Linked DNA regions of Sus scrofa: regions 2, 3 and 4 are each linked to region 1. The links are chromatin contacts, called in public HiChIP or PLAC-seq and promoter capture Hi-C maps. All regions are on one chromosome and are shown on one strand. Each heading gives the region's core, a stretch centred on a gene start, on an enhancer-like site or on the middle of the called end of the contact. The rest is flanking DNA. Distances are from core to core; before and after follow the strand shown. Region 1 holds the start of UGCG (ceramide glucosyltransferase). Region 2 holds the start of HSDL2 (hydroxysteroid dehydrogenase like 2). Region 3 holds the start of SUSD1 (sushi domain-containing protein 1). Region 4 holds the start of PTGR1 (prostaglandin reductase 1).

Region 1 (4,060 bases), core at 895-3,394:
GCCTCGTACAAAAGAGCTTCTCAGAAAGTATTTATTTAATACATGAATTTTAAAGCTGGTTAGAGAACAGTAATCCTAATACAGTCCCTTTTTCTCTCTTTCTCTCTCCCTCCTTCCCTCCTTCCCTTCCTTTCCTTGCCCCCTTCCCCAATGTAACTGTGAGGACAGTCACAAAAGGTTGACAGGTAATGGAGTTTTGGTGTGTGTAACTTTCTTCTTTATTCCTTTCAGTAGTGTCTAAAGACCCTATATAGTGAGCATGTTTTATTTTTATGATTGGAAAAAGTAACAAAATTGTTTTCAAAGAATTCATACATTTAAACCAGCTCCAGAACGTTCAGCGATTACAGCTTACAAACTCCAAAATCTAAGATCAACTGTATCCAAGAAGCATTTTTCTTGCATCTTCAAAGAAATATCACTATGCCTTGTACAATGGTATAGCATCTTTGTCCAGGACCAGGAAATGCCACACTATACTAGTAAAATGCAGCATTTCCAAAAGGAAAAGCACACTTTTTCTGTAGCGAAAAAGAGAAAAAAAACTATAAGTAATTAACTGATTAAAGAATTCTCCTCTAACAACATATATCTTATTCTAATTGGTGGTAAGGTAACTATCCACAATCATCTATTTCTCTGGCTAAAAAATCCGGCGAATCCAAGAGCAATGTGCTCTATGCCAATTCTTTCATTTCCTTACGAAGGCTTTCTTCATTTTAAAGATATTTAAACAACTGAAATATCAAAAGTAGCTGCACACGCTATGTCATATTCATTCCTTTATCCGGTTTTATTTTATTCAGTCTTCAAGAATATCCGAAATAACCTTATTCAATTATTATCTGTCTTTCCCTTCTGGCATGTAAGCTCCACGAGGACAGGAATTCTGTCGTGCTTGCCACTGTGTCCCCAGTGAATGGCATCTAATGAAAAGGTGTTGGGGGGGGGGAGACACACAAATCTAACCAAGACAATAAATAAAGACTTGGGGGGGGGGAGAGAAAACCACACTGAAATGTACAAGCTGACAAGACTCCAGGCTATAACGCCAGCTCAGAGGCTTGGTGACATTTTCCAAGGTGGACAGGTGCTTCACACCTATCTAAAGGCATAGAGCTCTTCCAGGAAGAAGAAAATCCACAGGGAGGTTTCCAGGTGGCTGAATGCCGCTCCCAGAAGAGTGGAAACGATTATTACCATAATAGAAATATGGCCCAGGTCGAGAGAAAAAAACCAACCAAACAATACACCATACATTTGGCCCAGATGAAAAATCACACGAACCCCCAACACAGTCAAGCAGCCTTCCGCTCGACTCGTAAAAAGAGCACAGCCTCCTTTCCCCTGGCTGTGCAGTCGTCGGCAGCCCAACCACCCCCTCACTTGCCACTTTTCTCTCCCAAGGAACCCCCCCTCCCGCCCCCGCCGCCCCAGCTGGTCCAAGGGGAGAGGGAATGGAAGGAAGAGTCTGAGAATTAGCTTCCTCCACCCTTATCCGAGCCCAATTCCTTCCAAAGCGAAATCCTGTCTACTCTCGCCGGTCGCCGAGGCCTCGACCCCCGCTACGGGCTCCTCCGGTTGCCCCTCACTCACGTGTAGATGATGGCCATGAAATGCATCAGCCACAGCACCAAGAAGAGGACGAACCCGAAGACGGCCATTCCCTCCAGGGCCAGGTCCAGCAGCGCCATCCCCCGGCCCGGCCCGGCCCGCTCCGGCCGCCGCCGCGGACAGCGCTCCCGTAGGAGGACGACAGGGTGGGCGCCCGGCGCGGGGGCGCAGAAGGGGAGAGGAAGGTGGGGAGAGGAAGGGGAGGAGGGGGTGGGGACGGAAGGGGCGGGCAGGGCCTGCGCGCCCCCGCCCGCGCGCACTCGCCCGCGCGCTGGCCTGGGCGCGCTCGCGGCTACAGGCGCTGCGGTGGCCGGGCTCAGTGATCAGGGAGGCCGTGGCCCCACGCTCCGGCTCGCCTCTCCCCCGCCTCGGCGCCGCGGGCCGGACCCTGCGCGCCTACGCCCCCTCCGCCGCTGCCCCTTCCGCCTTCCCGCAGCCTAGTGGCTGGGCTCCTGGCAGCACAGATCCGAGCCCTGCTCAGCCGCCGCAGCTCCGAGCACTAATCGAAACCCGCGGTGGCGCCCCGACTCCCTGGTGCACCCCGCCCCGCCCCGGCCCTCCGAGGGGCGGTGCATGCGGCTCCTCTCCGCCCACCCCACCGCCCTCGCGCCCGTAGCGTCACGGTCGTGAGCGCGCCCCTGGGTGGCTTCTGCCGCCAGAGGCGGGCGGGGCTTTACCCCAGCTCCGGGTTCCGGCCGCCGCCCACCTCTCTGCGTCCGGCGGAGGCGCGCGGGAAGGCCAGCCCTGCAGTCCTGGGCTGTCCTCTGTCGGTGAAGCGGAGCCCTGTGTCCAGCTCAGAGACTGCTTTCCCTTTGTCCGACTCTGGTGTTCCAGGGCGCCCAGGAAAAGACCTGGGGTTCCAGGGGGGCCCCCGAGCCGTCTCGCAGACCAACTCCCCAATGCTGTGTCCACAGCCTCTGCGCCGGTCCTTGCTCAGAGCCGCTTAGGCCCTCCTCCAAGCCACGTTCCTGGGCGCTGGGGTGTCCCATTGCATTCCTCCCTCGCTGCTTTTAATGCTTGTGGCGTCTTGGACCACAAGGGATCGTGAAAATAATCTCCTACTTCACAGATCTCTAAGTACCTTAGAGACAGCGTGTAACATACAAGAAATTGTCAAACTCAGAATGTAAAGAATCAGCTAATATTGAAGTTCCTTAAGGTTCCTGCCCAATATGATAGCCATAGGTGGCTACTGAGCCTTAACATGAGGTTAGTAGGAATTGAAATGTATTTTGAGTGTAAATCATATGCCGGTATCAAAGACATCTCCTTAATTTTATGTTGATTACATGTTGAAACGATAGTTTTGATATATTGAGTTAAAGTATTCAAATTATTTCAGTGTTTTACTTTTTAAATTTAGCTAGCTACTGGAAAAATTTTAATTACACAGATAAAAAGAAAGTGAAGGTAAAAAATTAATAAATTACACAGTTGGAGAGCACTGCACTAAAATGGAAAGATGTAGCATTTTGGATAGTAAGGTGACTTAGTGTTTATCTTAATTTTAAATCAGTTCAGGGAGATGTTTTTATCTACCACTAAATGTTTCTGTTTGTTTCTTTAGCCTAGATGAGTTTATATAGTTTCACCATTGTTTTTATGTTTAGACAATGTTTATTATGTCAAGTGATTTCCTTTTAAATAATCCATGGCTTCCCTTGAGAGATTTCAGAATTGAATTCAGTTTTGAAAAGAGGCTGTTTATTTTTATTACTGCTATTTATTAGAATTAATGTTGATCAAATGAGCTACCTCAATCTACAATTAGATGATAAACTACAAGCAGAAAGGAGTTTAAATGAATGCCTGCCTTGAGAACCAATCCGGGATTTGCTGTACTCATTGTTTTACCTGGATAAAGTCAATAGGAAAGAAGAACGTTTAGAAACCAAATTTCCATTGTTGAGAGTTAACCGGTTGATAAAGTTATAGCAGGATAGTACACCAGCATGGAAATAACACTACAAGTGGAATTTTTTTTTTTTTTTTTGTCTTTTTAGGGCTGCACCCCCGCAGTGTATGGAGGTTCCCAGGCTAGGGGTTGAATCGGAACTGTAGCTGCTGGCCTGCACCACAACCACAGCAATGCCAGATATAAGCTGAGTCTATGACCTACGCACAGCTCACAGAAACACCAGATCCTTAACCTGCTGAGCAAGGCCAGGGATCAAACCTGTGTCTTCATGGGTACTGGACAGATTCATTTCCCCTGAGCCATGACAGTAACTCCCAACAAGTGGAATTTTTTAAATGCTACTGTTGCAATCAATTCTAAGACGTATTTTTAAAAGCACATGTAAACACAGTTTAACATTTCTGAAATGGAAATGCATCTTGCAGTCAATGGCATCTGACAACTAATTGATAGGCTTTTTTCTTAATTGTATATAAAATACTACTACGTTTATTAATATAAATTAGTTAAAGAAGTTCCCGTTGTGGC
Region 2 (4,060 bases), core at 632-3,131, 470 kb before region 1:
AAAAGCCCTATCCCTAGCAGATGCAAACCATTACATACAGGAAGGCTAAACAATAAGGTCCTACTGTATAGCACAGGGAATTACATTTAATATCCTGTGATAAACCATAACAGAAAGGAATATGAAAAAGAATGTATATATGTATATAACTGAATGTGTATATATATGTATAACTGAATCTCTGCTGTACAGCAGAAATTAACCCCCCCACCCCCGCTTTTTAGGGCTGCACCTGTGTCATATGGAGGTTCCCATAATCAGAGCTATAGCTGCTGGCCTACACCACAGCCACAGCAACAACAGGATCCAAGCAGATCTGCGACCTACACCACATCACCACATCACCTACACCACATCTCACAGCAACACCAGATCCTTAACCAGGGACTGAACCCATGTCCTCATGGATACTACTTGGGTTCATTACCCACTGAGCCACAACATTTTAAATCAACTATACTTCAAAAAAATATATTTTTAAGGAAAAAAAAAAAAAAAAAAGGCCTCTTTGCCTTTGGTCTAGTTGGACTGATTCCCAGTAGGATAAAGAACATGTTCATGCTCAAAGTCTCAGGCATTGGCAGAAAGAAAGGCAAAGGCAGCTTTCCTCTTAACCTGAAGACTGGATCTCAACTACTAAAACCCCTCCATCTCAAGAAAAAAAGTTTCCAAATTCATCAGTACCACTGGAGGATGACTAAAACTTAACCTACACTACAATTCTCCAAAATTCTCTGGTACCTCAAAATTCTGGTAAATGTGATGAAACTTTTATTTTTAAGACAGAAAAGCAATCACAAAAAGTTCATTTAAAAGTTCATTTAAAAAAATAAACATCAAAGAATAACCAGGAATATTCTGAAAAAAAAAATCCAAATGTGGCAGGATTTTCCAAGATCTAAAATATTTTATAAAACTAGAGCAGTTAATGTAGTTTGGTACTGGTAACATGAATACAGTCCAAAGTAACAGAATAAAAAAATGAATAAACAGTGAGTTTTCTAACTCACTTCCTATGCCAAAATATTATGCAAAACAGTACATCATTTCAGGAAAATAAAAATCTGAATGGAAAAAAAAATCATACAAAAATACTAGAATATTTACAAGTTAAAAAACAAAACAATTTAAGATGACAACAGCTTACAGCTTTGTCACAAAAACACAAAAGCCTTAAAAGAACAGATTGATTCCTGGTGGTGCAGTGGGTTTAAGATCCAGGTTGTCACTGCCATGGCCTGGGTCCCATCCCTGGCCTGGGAACTTCCACATGCCTTGGGCCTGGCCAAAAGAAAAAGTTCTCTCGAAAGATACCCATACTTTAAGATTAGTTTAATTTGTTAGTAAAGTCTCTGTGTAAACACCTCATCCTTTTATTCTTCCAGAACTGAGCGTTCGGAACAAGAGGAGAATCATTAGGTGTCCCTGTGACCTTTCACCTAGAACTCAAAGGCCTGCAGCAAGGCCGCTATTGCAAGACAGCTATTGCTAAGCCGAAGGTGGGACGCGCTCTTGGGGCGGCGGGGTACCTCGCTCAGAATTCTTTACCTGTGGAAGAGGTTTTAACATGGCTGTCATCCCGAAGTAGTCAACTTTGCGTTACTTTTCATGAGTTACCGCAGAGTCGAAGAATCCCGCGGCCAGCGTGGGGCAGCGTTCCAGACCGCGCCGGGCAGCTGCTTTAATCCTCCCACCGCGGGGGTCGGGCCACCCAAGCCATCTACTCCGGCTCCACCTAGCCCCGCACTCCGCCCGGCCTGGTCCCTTCCCCGTGGCGCTCGCATCCTCTTACCCGGTGTTGGGCAACATAACTTCCGCGGACCAGAGTCGGTGGCAACAACCGCCACAGGAAGGAATACTGCAAATAGAAGCTGACTTTCTGCTCCGCATTTAGCCCCGCTCCATCCCCGCCCCCTAGGGCCCCGCCCCAAGGCCTGCGGGAGAATTGAGTGCTCCAAAGAGCGGAAGGGGGCTGAGTGCGCCTGCGCACGCAGTTGTCCTCTTTGGCGCTAATTTCCAGCTCCCCCCGCCTGGCCCCTGGAAACCGGCTCTGTGCGCAAGCGCTCTGAGAGACAACTCTGCCCCACCCCGCGTGCGGGGCTCTACGGGGACAATCGGTGCCTACCCCGCGTCTGGAGTAGTGGTGCGTCAGCCGCTCAGTACGCCCTCCCCAGGGCTGTGAACGGTTTCTCGCCCCTGTGCTGAGTGCCTTTGCCGGCGGGATGACCCTTTGAGTCGTGCAGCAGGGACCTGGAGGGCTGAGGTGCAGCTTCTCAGCGGATTTTTGGCTCTCTCTCCACAATGGCACCTGGGCGCCTGCCCGGCTGCACGCGCGCCTTCAGAGGCACTTCTTAGGAATTGCTTTTCCTCGGCAGATAAGCACCTTCTCCCAGAAGCCGGCCAGCGTCGCAGTTCAACTCTGCCACCGAATTTGGACTAACGCCGGTAGGCCGATAGATAGATAAAGAAAGCCCTTGGAGAAGGGCAGCTTCTGGATCAGACCTCTATACACACTAATCGTGCCGAAGAACTCAGAGTTAACCTGGATTTTGCGACTCTTAGCCAGTATCTCGGTGAGGAAATTCCCAAATTCGGTGGGATAAAGTGAATTCTGGGAGCCAGTATTGCTTTTGGTATCCTTGGACATAGCTCAGCAACCCTAATGAACTAAAGACTGGCATAATATTTTTAGGGAGATGTGAAGAAATTCTGTTTTTGAAGAGGTAGAGCAGGATGACGAGGTTGTTTTATGAAGACTGGTTAAAGAAACTAGTCTGAAGCTAGGATATGTACTATCCCTTTTATTACAAGCCCTAAATATCTCTATTTGCTCATTTATGTATCTTGCCAGTCTCATAGGCATTTGAATTTGTCATGTATGATAAGGTCCTTAGAAACTCCGGAGGAATTTACTTACTCAAATATTAGCACCTACTGTGTGCTGGTCACTGGAGATACAGCAGGGCAAAAAAGGTAAGGCCTCGGCCTATGTAGGAGGAATGAGTAACCAATGTTTTTTAGACCTGTAAATATTAGGTGTTTTAGAAAGTGCATTGGTAGGGACTGTTAGATGAAAAAACCTTCCACTCCTTAAAGAAAATGAAGACCACCTACAGAATGGAAAATATATATATATACTTGCAAGCCATATATGTCTTATAAGGTCTAGTATCCAAAATGTATGAAGAATGCTTACAACGCAGCAACAAAAAGAGGAACAACCCCCAAGTTAAACATGAGCAGAGGACCTCAATAGACATTTCAACAAAGAAGATATACCAAAAGCCAGAAGTCACATGAAAAGATGCCCAACAGCATTAGTTACTAGGGAAATACAAATCCAAACCATGGTGAAATTTTACACCCACTAGGATAGCTAGAAAAGATGGAAAATACTAAGTATTGACCAACATGTAGTGAAATTGGGGCACTCATTCATTGCTAGTGGGAATGTAAAATGGCATGGCCACTTTGGAAAACAGTTTCGCAGGTGCCCCAAAAGTTAAACCTGGTTACCGTCCACTGGATATCTACCTAAAAAAAGAGAAGTTCCACTCATTGGAAGATATCCAAAATAAATGAAACATGTCGAGAATAACCACTAGATGGCACTGATATTTTAAAATTCAAAATCATGTAACACGAGAAAGGTTAATTTATTAACAATATTGTGAGAGCGAGATACCTATATGTGTTGTGTGTGTGTTTTGGATTAGGGCAAAAATAGCATGAGGTTCTTTATAGGATTCTCGTATAGGGGAATTAAGAGGAGGTATAAATTTTAAATTCCTTGAAAGAATACCTTTGTGAACTGGAGACTGGCACTTGGCATCTGCCTTTATGCAGATTGAATCATGAACCACTACAGCAGCTGTCCCTCAAGACCTGCTGAAAGGAGTTCAGGGTGGAGATCAGGAACAAGGCACTCGGTGCTCTGGGAAAACTGGCAGAACAGGTTAGACTGTTCAGGAGATTTTATGAGCCCAATTCTTGCATCTCCTGATTCTAGAAAAGCACTAAAATCCATCCTGGTGATGTCTGCTCCTCCTGACTAGCAGTA
Region 3 (4,060 bases), core at 706-3,205, 300 kb before region 1:
AGACAAAATCTAATTAGGTTTATCTTACTTTTACCCAGCAGAAATCACCATTATCGGTACTGGAAAAATTAATTTCCATTGCTATGGACAAGCATTTTTTTCATTACCATCAACTTTCTGCAAATTAGCTTTACCTCTATAGAGTTATAAATAGCCTGTTCAATAGAAAGTCTATCAAAGGTGCAGGACCCTGTAGAATCAGATAATCTCCAGAAGGGCTACTACACAACTGAAAGGACAACCAGTAGTCTCTTTTGCCCATTTCCAGTTTGGGGATATTTTTCCCTGACATCATCGATTTTATTTTTTAATATTTATTTATTTATTTATTTATTTATCTATCTATCTATGGCTGAAGTTCCCAGGCCAGGAATCGAACCTGCGCCTCAGCATTGACCCAAACCACGGCATGGAGCATGGTAATGTACGAAAATAGAATGTGTACATGTATATGTAACTGAGTTGCCATGCTGTACCATAGAAAAAAAATTGTATTGGGGAAATAACAATAAAAACAAATAATATATGTACATGTACATATTTATATACTTATTTTAATCAATTAATTGATTCTGCAGGGAGGCAAGGCAGAGAAGGAGAGGTATATAGGTGGGCTTAAAAATGTCTTTTTTTTTTTTTTTTTTTTGGACTGTGCCCAGTGCATGTGGAAGTTCCTGGGTTAGGGATCAAACTCTTTCCAGAGCAGTGAGCAGTGACCAAGGTGGATCCTTAACCCACTGCGCCACAAGAGAACCCTAACAATGTCTTAAATGAATGTATTTTTGTTGAAACAATTACATTATTTCAAAGTTCATGAAGGTTAACCAAAAACTGTCTAAATACTAGGAGACAGGCTGCAGTCCTGGAACTGTCTATCTCCTGCTCCCCTAAGCAGGCTCCTATCTTTGCTGAGCAAAAAACAATTAGCAAGAAACCTGCTGCAAAAGGGCTTAGGAATTTTATTTTTAACTACTTCTTTTTAAGGCTGCACAACAAGTTTAGCCCTTATATGGGTGTGTTCATGGGTGGTTAGGGTTAGAGCAGGGGGGTGGGTGGCACAGAGAGAAAGCAAGTGAGGATGGGAGTGAAGCAGTGGGGGGCCCTGTTTTGAGGGATCCCCAAGACATCCCAAGCTGAAAGCCTTCAACCTGGAACTTATTTTTCTTCCCCTTGCAGCCTCTCCCTACCCCCTTTGTGTTTCTATTTCAGTGACTATTTCACCATCAACCCAGTTGCCCAAATCAAACGTTTAGGTGACATCTGTAATTTCTCCTTCCTTGTCTACCACATTCTACTGGTCATAAAAGCCAGTGGAGTCCACCCAGTACCACTCTCATTTGTCACTTCTCTTCCCACTCATGGCCAGTGCCCTGCTCCCAGACAAGTGCTCCCTTGCCTGGATCTCTGCAGCAGCTCCAGGCCGACCCCCTGCCTCCCCAACCCAAACCCGATCCCACACAGTGGACCCTGGGAGCCTTTTCTGATGAGGTCACTCTGCTTAAAGCCCCGTGACAGCTTCTCCGCAACCTCCTTTACTTGGTACATGAGGTCTTTATTTCCACAGCTCACTGCCTCTCTCCAAGGGTCCTTCGCACTTTGAGGAGGTCCTGCTCCCCATTTCTAGAATCGCCTTTCACCGCTTAGATTCCTCTCCTGCTCTTCTCACCCTCAGGTCTTCGCTTACTTGTTCCTAAGGCCTCCCTGAGTCCCCAAGCTCAGTGGCCTCTGAGCAGCAGGAACTCCTGCCAGCTCTGTCGCCTCTGACAGTCTTGTCGCTTGGTCGTGCCTGTCGCCCCTGGGTGGCCTGGACCGGCAGCTTCTCGCCCTCTCACTTTGCTCTTGTAGCTCCAGACACTTCACCTTAGTTCTCTATCAGCTCCTGGAAAATTCCTCCTCTTTCTGCCCCTCACCTCTCTTCGTTTGCCCCCCAGGGGGTACCTCCCTGAGCCCCCGACCGGCTGGGATCCCTCGATCGTTCCGCACGCTTAGAGTTCGGGACATCTCCTCCTAGCACAGTCCGGGACTCTATATTCAGCTGTGTCATTAGGCTGGACCTGCCGGGTGTCCCCGGGCCCCCAGCGCGCCAGACGCGCAGCAGGTGCACTGCCGCCGGGTGTAGGAGTGAGGGAGCCGAACGAGCGTTCCCCCGGCGCGCAGCCTTGGTGGGGGTAGGAAGGCCGCACTCGCAGTCGCCGCCCCCCACCCCCACCCCCACCCCCGGGACCCCGCGGCGCCCTCCGCTCCCCCACGCGGCGCCGGAAGCGGCCCGCCCGTCCCCCTCCCCGGGGCGCCCGCCGCCTTATCTCGGCGCCTCCGGGCCGCAGGAGGAGTCGCGGGCGCGCGGGGTGGGAAGTGGCGGTGGTATGGCCCGGGGGCCCCGGGGCGCGGGCTTCCCGCCTGGCCGCCTGCTGTCGCTCCTGCTGCTGCTGCTGCTGCTCTGCCTGGCCCGCGGCGCGCCCCGGACGCCCGGCGCAGACGGTGAGTGCTGACAGGGAGCGCGCGCGGCGCCGGGGGCGCCCTCGGCCTGGCCCCAGACCCAGCCGGGCGCGCCCCGGACGCTCCTCCGCCCCTGGGCTGGGCGGGCTTGGAGCCTGGGCTTGGGGCGCAGGTCGGGGATCGAGAGGGCGGGGCTCCGACAAGCGGGAGGGCCTCCCGGGCGACTTCCCCGCCCCCGTCCCGGGGCCTCGGGGCCACTGTGGACGACAAGGGCGCGGCGGCCCGGCCTGCTGCCCCGGGAGGACCTGGCGCGAACTGGGGCTGGGCGCGAGCTGGGGGCCCCGGGAGAGCCGCACCCACTCAGCGAGGGCGTGGAAGGGCGTTCCGCTTGCACTGTCACGCTTCCGGCCCCGCTGTGGCTTTGAGGGACAAATTCTTGACCCGAAGCAATTTTCTTTCTACCTTTTAAGTTTTTACCTTTGATGAAGAACCAGATGCTAATATGGTGAGAAAGAAGTGTAAGGAACTTTAGGGGAATAAAGCATTCATTAATTAGTTCATGTATTCAACAGATGAATGATCCTTGAATAGTTTCTGTGTGAGGGATGTGAGGTCGCGGTGCTGGCCCTATTCTGGGGAAAACAGACAAGCAAATAATCCATTTCCTGGCAGTTGACGTATTTTTTTTTTTTTTTTCCCTCTTTTTAGGACCGCACCCGTGGCATATGGAGATTCCCAGACTGGGGGTCGAATCCCAGCTGTAGCTGCCGACCTACGCCACAGCCACAGCAACGCAGGGATCCGAGCAGCGTCTGTGACCTACACCACAGGTGGCCTTATGACCAGATCCTTAACCCACTGAGCAAGGCCAGGGATCGAACCCGCGTCCTCATGGATGCTTGTCAGGTTTGTTAACCACTGAGCTACCAGGGGAACTCCTTGATGTAGTTTTTAATGCCCCCTGCAGAATGCAGTGTGGAATGTGGTAGGAGTTACACGGAGGATTTAGACATGGAGGGGAGGTGGCATTTACTTGAATAACTGTGATAAGGGCAGAATGCCAGAAGTGCTCTGAGAAGGTGGGTGGTCACAGGAGGGAAAGGCTACATCTAACTCAGGGAGTCTGGTGGCCTCATGAATGTGGTGACCCTTGAACTGGGCTAGCAAGGATTGGTAATATTTGGATATGGGAAGATGAGGAACGGAATTCTAGCTCATAGCAGAGGGCACAGTCAGCTCTCCACAAATATGTGTAGAATGAATGAATTCCAGATGGAGGGGACAAAGTGAGGAAGCACGCGGAGGCACCAAAGCATGGGCCTGTGGTTCAGTTTGATGGGTATGTAGGAATGAAAGGGAAATGAGGGCAGAAAAGCAGATTGGAATTAACCAGAAGGCAGAATGCTGTGATTGGCAGATCAAGGCATTTAGATCTCACTGTTTCTGGGCAGTGAGTAGCCACGGGAAGTCACTGCAAGTTTTAGTACAGGGAGTTATCCCAGAAAGTGGTTATAAGAAAGCTCTCCAGCTTCCTTGATAAGACCAAGTACTCATCCCGTAGTAGATGGCAAATTTCATGGAGGGAGCTATGGGGGGACTTTGTGGCTCAGACTGCTGTTCCCCC
Region 4 (4,060 bases), core at 954-3,453, 260 kb after region 1:
AATAAATAAATAAATAAATATCCATTGAAAGATGAATGGATTAAGAAGATGTGGTACATACATACAATGGACTACTATTCAGCCATCAAAAAGAACAAAATAACGCCACTTACAGCAACATGGATGTAACTAGAGATTCTCATACTAAGTGAAGTCAGAAAGAGAAAAATACCGTATGATAGCACTTATGTCTGGAATCTAATATATGGCACAAATGAACTTTTCCACAGAAAAGAAACTCATGGACTTGGAGAACAGAGTTGTGGTTGCCAAGAGGGGAGGGAGTGGGATGGACTGGGAATCTGGGGTTAGTAGATGCAAACTACTGCATCTACTTGGAATGGAAAGGCAATGAGATCCTGCTGTATATGTATAGCACTGTGAACTATATCTAGTCACTTGTGATGGAGGATGATGGAGGATAGTGTGAGAAAAAGAATGTATATATGTATGTGTGACTGGGTCACTTCACTATACAGTAGAAAATTGACAACACTGTAAACCAACTATAATGGAAAAAATAAAAATCATTTAAAAATGTACTTTTCAGATCGGAAAATACCGACTCTTTAAAGTCTGCTTTCTACTTGTATTTACATTTTTTTTCTCTTCTTGGTCTAAAGATGGTCCTTTTTTCACTGGCATCGTCACTGCTATCATCATTCACAGTGTAACTGTGCAAGCACATTTAATGGTGGGTTTAATATAATATGTGATACATTTAAGTAGGATAATACCCATAGTAGCGGTTGTTTCTTACTTGGCCAAGAGATTTCATATTTTAAGTGTTAGATTACCACTTCAGTGAAATTTTAACATATCAAATGTTGGAAGAAAGAGTTCCCTTTGCTGTTTGGTCTCCTACTTAGGAAATATCTGTTGCAGCTAGAATTTATCTTTGTAATTTAACCTTTGTAATTTGGAGAATTTATCTTTGTAATTTAACCTTTGTAACTTGGAGAATATGAAGTATGATATACAAAGAGGGAAACCTAAATTCTTCATCCAGCATGAACTAAAAAATTGATTAAGATTCATGGTGGTTCTTCATTATGGAGTTGAGAGCATTACGAAAGATTCACTGTTCCATTCAGCTCTTAAACACTGCAACTATATCCATGCCTCATCTTATTTTCCTTCCCTCTCCTCTAAGGATAGAGAAAATGGATAAATTTGCTGTTGTATATCCAACTCTTATATTAAATGAGACTTAAGTTCAGGCAGTATATGAGGAATTGCCAGGTTTCTACTTATTATCTTTCAATTTAAACTGCTAGTGATTAAAAGCAATTTCAAAGGATGAAACTCTGAACTTTGCTTATTTGAAGAATCAATGGCAGGAGCATTGAAGCAAAATCCATGGAATGCATTTCTGAAATCCTAAGTAAATTAATTCAGAATCTTACCCTTTGCTGTAAACAAGCAAATAGAAGCACATCTGTTATATAAGGAAGAAAATGCTGTATGCTGATTGAGCATGCTTTTTAAAGCCTTTAAAAATACTCAGCATATAAACCTGAGTTTGAGCTTGCTGGTGTTTTTTGTTAATGTGTGTTCTCCTTTCTCAGAATTTCCAGCGTGTGCTGTAACTCATGACCTGGATTCTTTATTTGATTTACTTAACTACATGTTATGCAAGTGCATTCTAACATTGCACATATTACCAAAAGCGGGTAAAAGTAAAATTAGTCTTCTGAAAAAAGAGAGAAAGAAAGAAAACCAAGCAAAGGGAAAAAAGGAATCCTACCCTGGTTAACACAACTGGTTTAGGTAACCCTGGTCTGAGAATGTTCAGGCTGAAGAAAAAGGTGCTGAGTCTTATCTTTGGAATGATTCCATTTTTGTGAAAACCAGGGGAGAAACCTTCTAAATGTACTGAATGATTATGGAGAAGGGTAACATTTGTGGTCTTAGCATTATTTCTCCGTTTACAGGACTGACCAGGATTGGGCTCAGAGTTGGGGGTCTATAATTGACAGTGTGGGAAGCCTGGGACTGACTGGGGCCGCTGGGAGACCCGCCTTTCCCGCCTTTTCTCTCTCTCCTGCCTGCCTGAGCAGCAAGGGGCAGGGCTGGCTTTCCTACGCAGCATTTCCCCCCACCCTTCCAGAAAGCCCCGCCCTGGGGAAAGCCTCAAGCCTCACCCCCTTCGGGGATCCACCTAAACACCGGCTCCAGACGCTCTGCGGCGCAGTCCCAACCACCTGCTTTAGGTAGTGGAGCCTGCAGACTCCTGTAAGTAAACTTCCACACCCCACCCTTTGTCCCTGCCGTTTCTAGGCTCCCCTGTAGCTCGGCGTTTGCAGATTGCTCGCCCTCTCGTAACGCTGTGCCACTCTGCGTCTTGCACTCAGAGGAAACTTGGAAACAGGATGTCCCGACTGATGCTTCCTGGTCCATGCAGATTCCTGAAGCGATCGGAAAGGGCTGCGAGAGGGAAGGCCATTGCCTGGCAGCGTTGTGGGTGCGCGGCTTAGCTGCCTGCCCGGGGGAGGGGGCTGGCTAAGGAACTTGCGGGACTGCAAACCTGAGACAGGTGTGGAAGAAGAAAGGCGTCGGAATTCGGTTAAGACACGGGTGTGGGCGAGGCGAGGAGGTGGGATCTGGAGGCGAGTGTGCCCGGACCTGGCATCCCACCAGGCCCCGTTCCTCTGGCGGGTGGGGACTCACCGGGATCTTCAGCTGCCTCGGCGGCCATGCCCTTTACAGGGAAGCTTCTGGACTTTGGGTGAGTCCAGAATTCGCAGCGGCTGTCTTTCTGTGGAAAAAGAGACAAGTAGGACCCGCACAGTTGCGGGTCGCACCACCCCGACCGCTGTGTCTGCAATACGGAAGTGTCCCCTCCAGGCTGCCACTGGCCCCAATCGCGAGCACTGGGCGGGAAAGGAAAGAAAGGGCCAGCCCCTGCGGGCGCGTTTGCAGCCGATTCCCCCTGGGGGAAGGCACGGCTCCCATGTGATGCGGAAGAGATCGGTCCAAGCCTGAGGTGCTACCCCGAGAGCTCAGGGCCGCCTGAGTCATCGTCTCTTGGCCTTGTGTGCAGGCAAGTTTAAACACTGACCCTCGATTTCCCCTTTGGTGCCAAAGAGAACTCGCGCCTGAGCAGCAGCGCCGCCCGGTGGTTGTCATGTGTTCCTGAGACGGCTTGCCTCGGAAGGCAAAGCTGTCCATCTGAGAGACGTGCATAGACTTCGATTTGGTTGTGTTTGATGCTTTTCCTTAGAATTCGCTTCATGTGAGGAGAGAAGTGGAATATTTGCACGCCAGGTAGCTGTTCAGTGCCCTAACGAAACCTTCGCAGTGGCTAGGAAGAATTTGTGTGGGTTCACATTATTCCTTGCGTTGGAGATTTCCGACGTAGCCACTGTTTCCTCATCTGTACACTGACCATGATAATAACGGCTGTCTTAGAGGGAAGTTATGAGGATAGAAGGAGTTGATAAGTATGAAGTGCTTAACAGATCAATAGAAACAGTGAATACTAAGTAAATGTGATGGATGTTAACTGTTCATGATGAAGTTGATGATGGGTAGAGCCTGCCATTCCCCCCTCAGTGCAATGCGTAGGGAGCTGTAAGAATCCAGTCCCTTCAGAGGCTTGACTACGTTTACTGTGTTCTAGGAGCTTCAGGATGGTTCGTGCTAAGAGCTGGACCCTGAAGAAGCATTTTGTAGGCTACCCTACTCCTAGCAACTTTGAACTGAAGACAGTTGAACTCCCGCCCTTAAAAAATGGAGGTAAGTCAGATTCAGAAGATTTAAGTTAGAAGAAACCATATCCGTTTGCCTTTGCTGAATAATACACTACCTCCACACTCAGTGACTTCAAACCACAATCACCGATTAGTTCACAATTCTGGGGGGGTGGCAGTTTGGGCGGGATTAAGTGGGTGGTCCTACCCGGGTTAAGTGGTTAATTCAGGATGAGTGTCCCTCACATGTCTGGTGGTTAGCTGGCTTTCTACTGAGGTGTGTGCCTCACTTCTCGTCTGTGTGACCCTTCCAGCAGGCTGGCGGGAGCTCTTTGTTTTTGCTGTGATTTCATAAGTCTAGGGCAGCA

Evidence for each region. Promoter capture Hi-C pulls out the DNA fragments that hold promoters and counts their contacts. HiChIP or PLAC-seq counts read pairs in DNA pulled down with a chosen protein or histone mark.
Region 2: an H3K27ac HiChIP or PLAC-seq map of skeletal muscle shows a contact between it and region 1. The contact joins the promoter of HSDL2 here to the promoter of UGCG in region 1. A contact is called at or near these places in 2 of 5 promoter capture datasets (fetal liver and liver), 4 of 47 Hi-C or Micro-C datasets (embryonic fibroblasts, heart right ventricle, liver and 1 more) and 2 of 2 datasets of contacts at active chromatin or transcription factors (alveolar macrophages and skeletal muscle).
Region 3: a contact with region 1 is called in a promoter capture Hi-C map of fetal liver, with 2.2 times the contacts expected there. The contact joins the promoter of SUSD1 here to the promoter of UGCG in region 1. A contact is called at or near these places in 1 of 5 promoter capture datasets (fetal liver) and 1 of 47 Hi-C or Micro-C datasets (liver).
Region 4: a contact with region 1 is called in an H3K27ac HiChIP or PLAC-seq map of alveolar macrophages. The contact joins the promoter of PTGR1 here to the promoter of UGCG in region 1. A contact is called at or near these places in 1 of 47 Hi-C or Micro-C datasets (embryonic fibroblasts) and 1 of 2 datasets of contacts at active chromatin or transcription factors (alveolar macrophages).

What each region holds. Positions count from the first base shown.
Region 1 is chr1:252,649,934-252,653,993 of Sscrofa11.1, reverse strand. It overlaps UGCG (ceramide glucosyltransferase), which reads right to left and starts at 2,144. Exons shown (of 8, transcript XM_021067532.1): 1 at 1,597-2,144. The coding sequence starts at 1,694.
Region 2 is chr1:253,122,293-253,126,352 of Sscrofa11.1, reverse strand. HSDL2 (hydroxysteroid dehydrogenase like 2) reads right to left here and starts at 1,881. Exons shown (of 11, transcript NM_001197021.2): 1 at 1,793-1,881. The coding sequence starts at 1,809.
Region 3 is chr1:252,954,408-252,958,467 of Sscrofa11.1, reverse strand. It overlaps SUSD1 (sushi domain-containing protein 1), which reads left to right and starts at 1,955. Exons shown (of 16, transcript XR_002337296.1): 1 at 1,955-2,478.
Region 4 is chr1:252,393,576-252,397,635 of Sscrofa11.1, reverse strand. It overlaps PTGR1 (prostaglandin reductase 1), which reads left to right and starts at 2,203. Exons shown (of 10, transcript NM_214385.1): 1 at 2,203-2,235; 2 at 3,623-3,738. The coding sequence starts at 3,633. LOC110256066 (a long non-coding RNA gene) reads right to left here and starts at 2,812. Exons shown (of 2, transcript XR_002337285.1): 1 at 2,671-2,812; 2 at 672-2,527.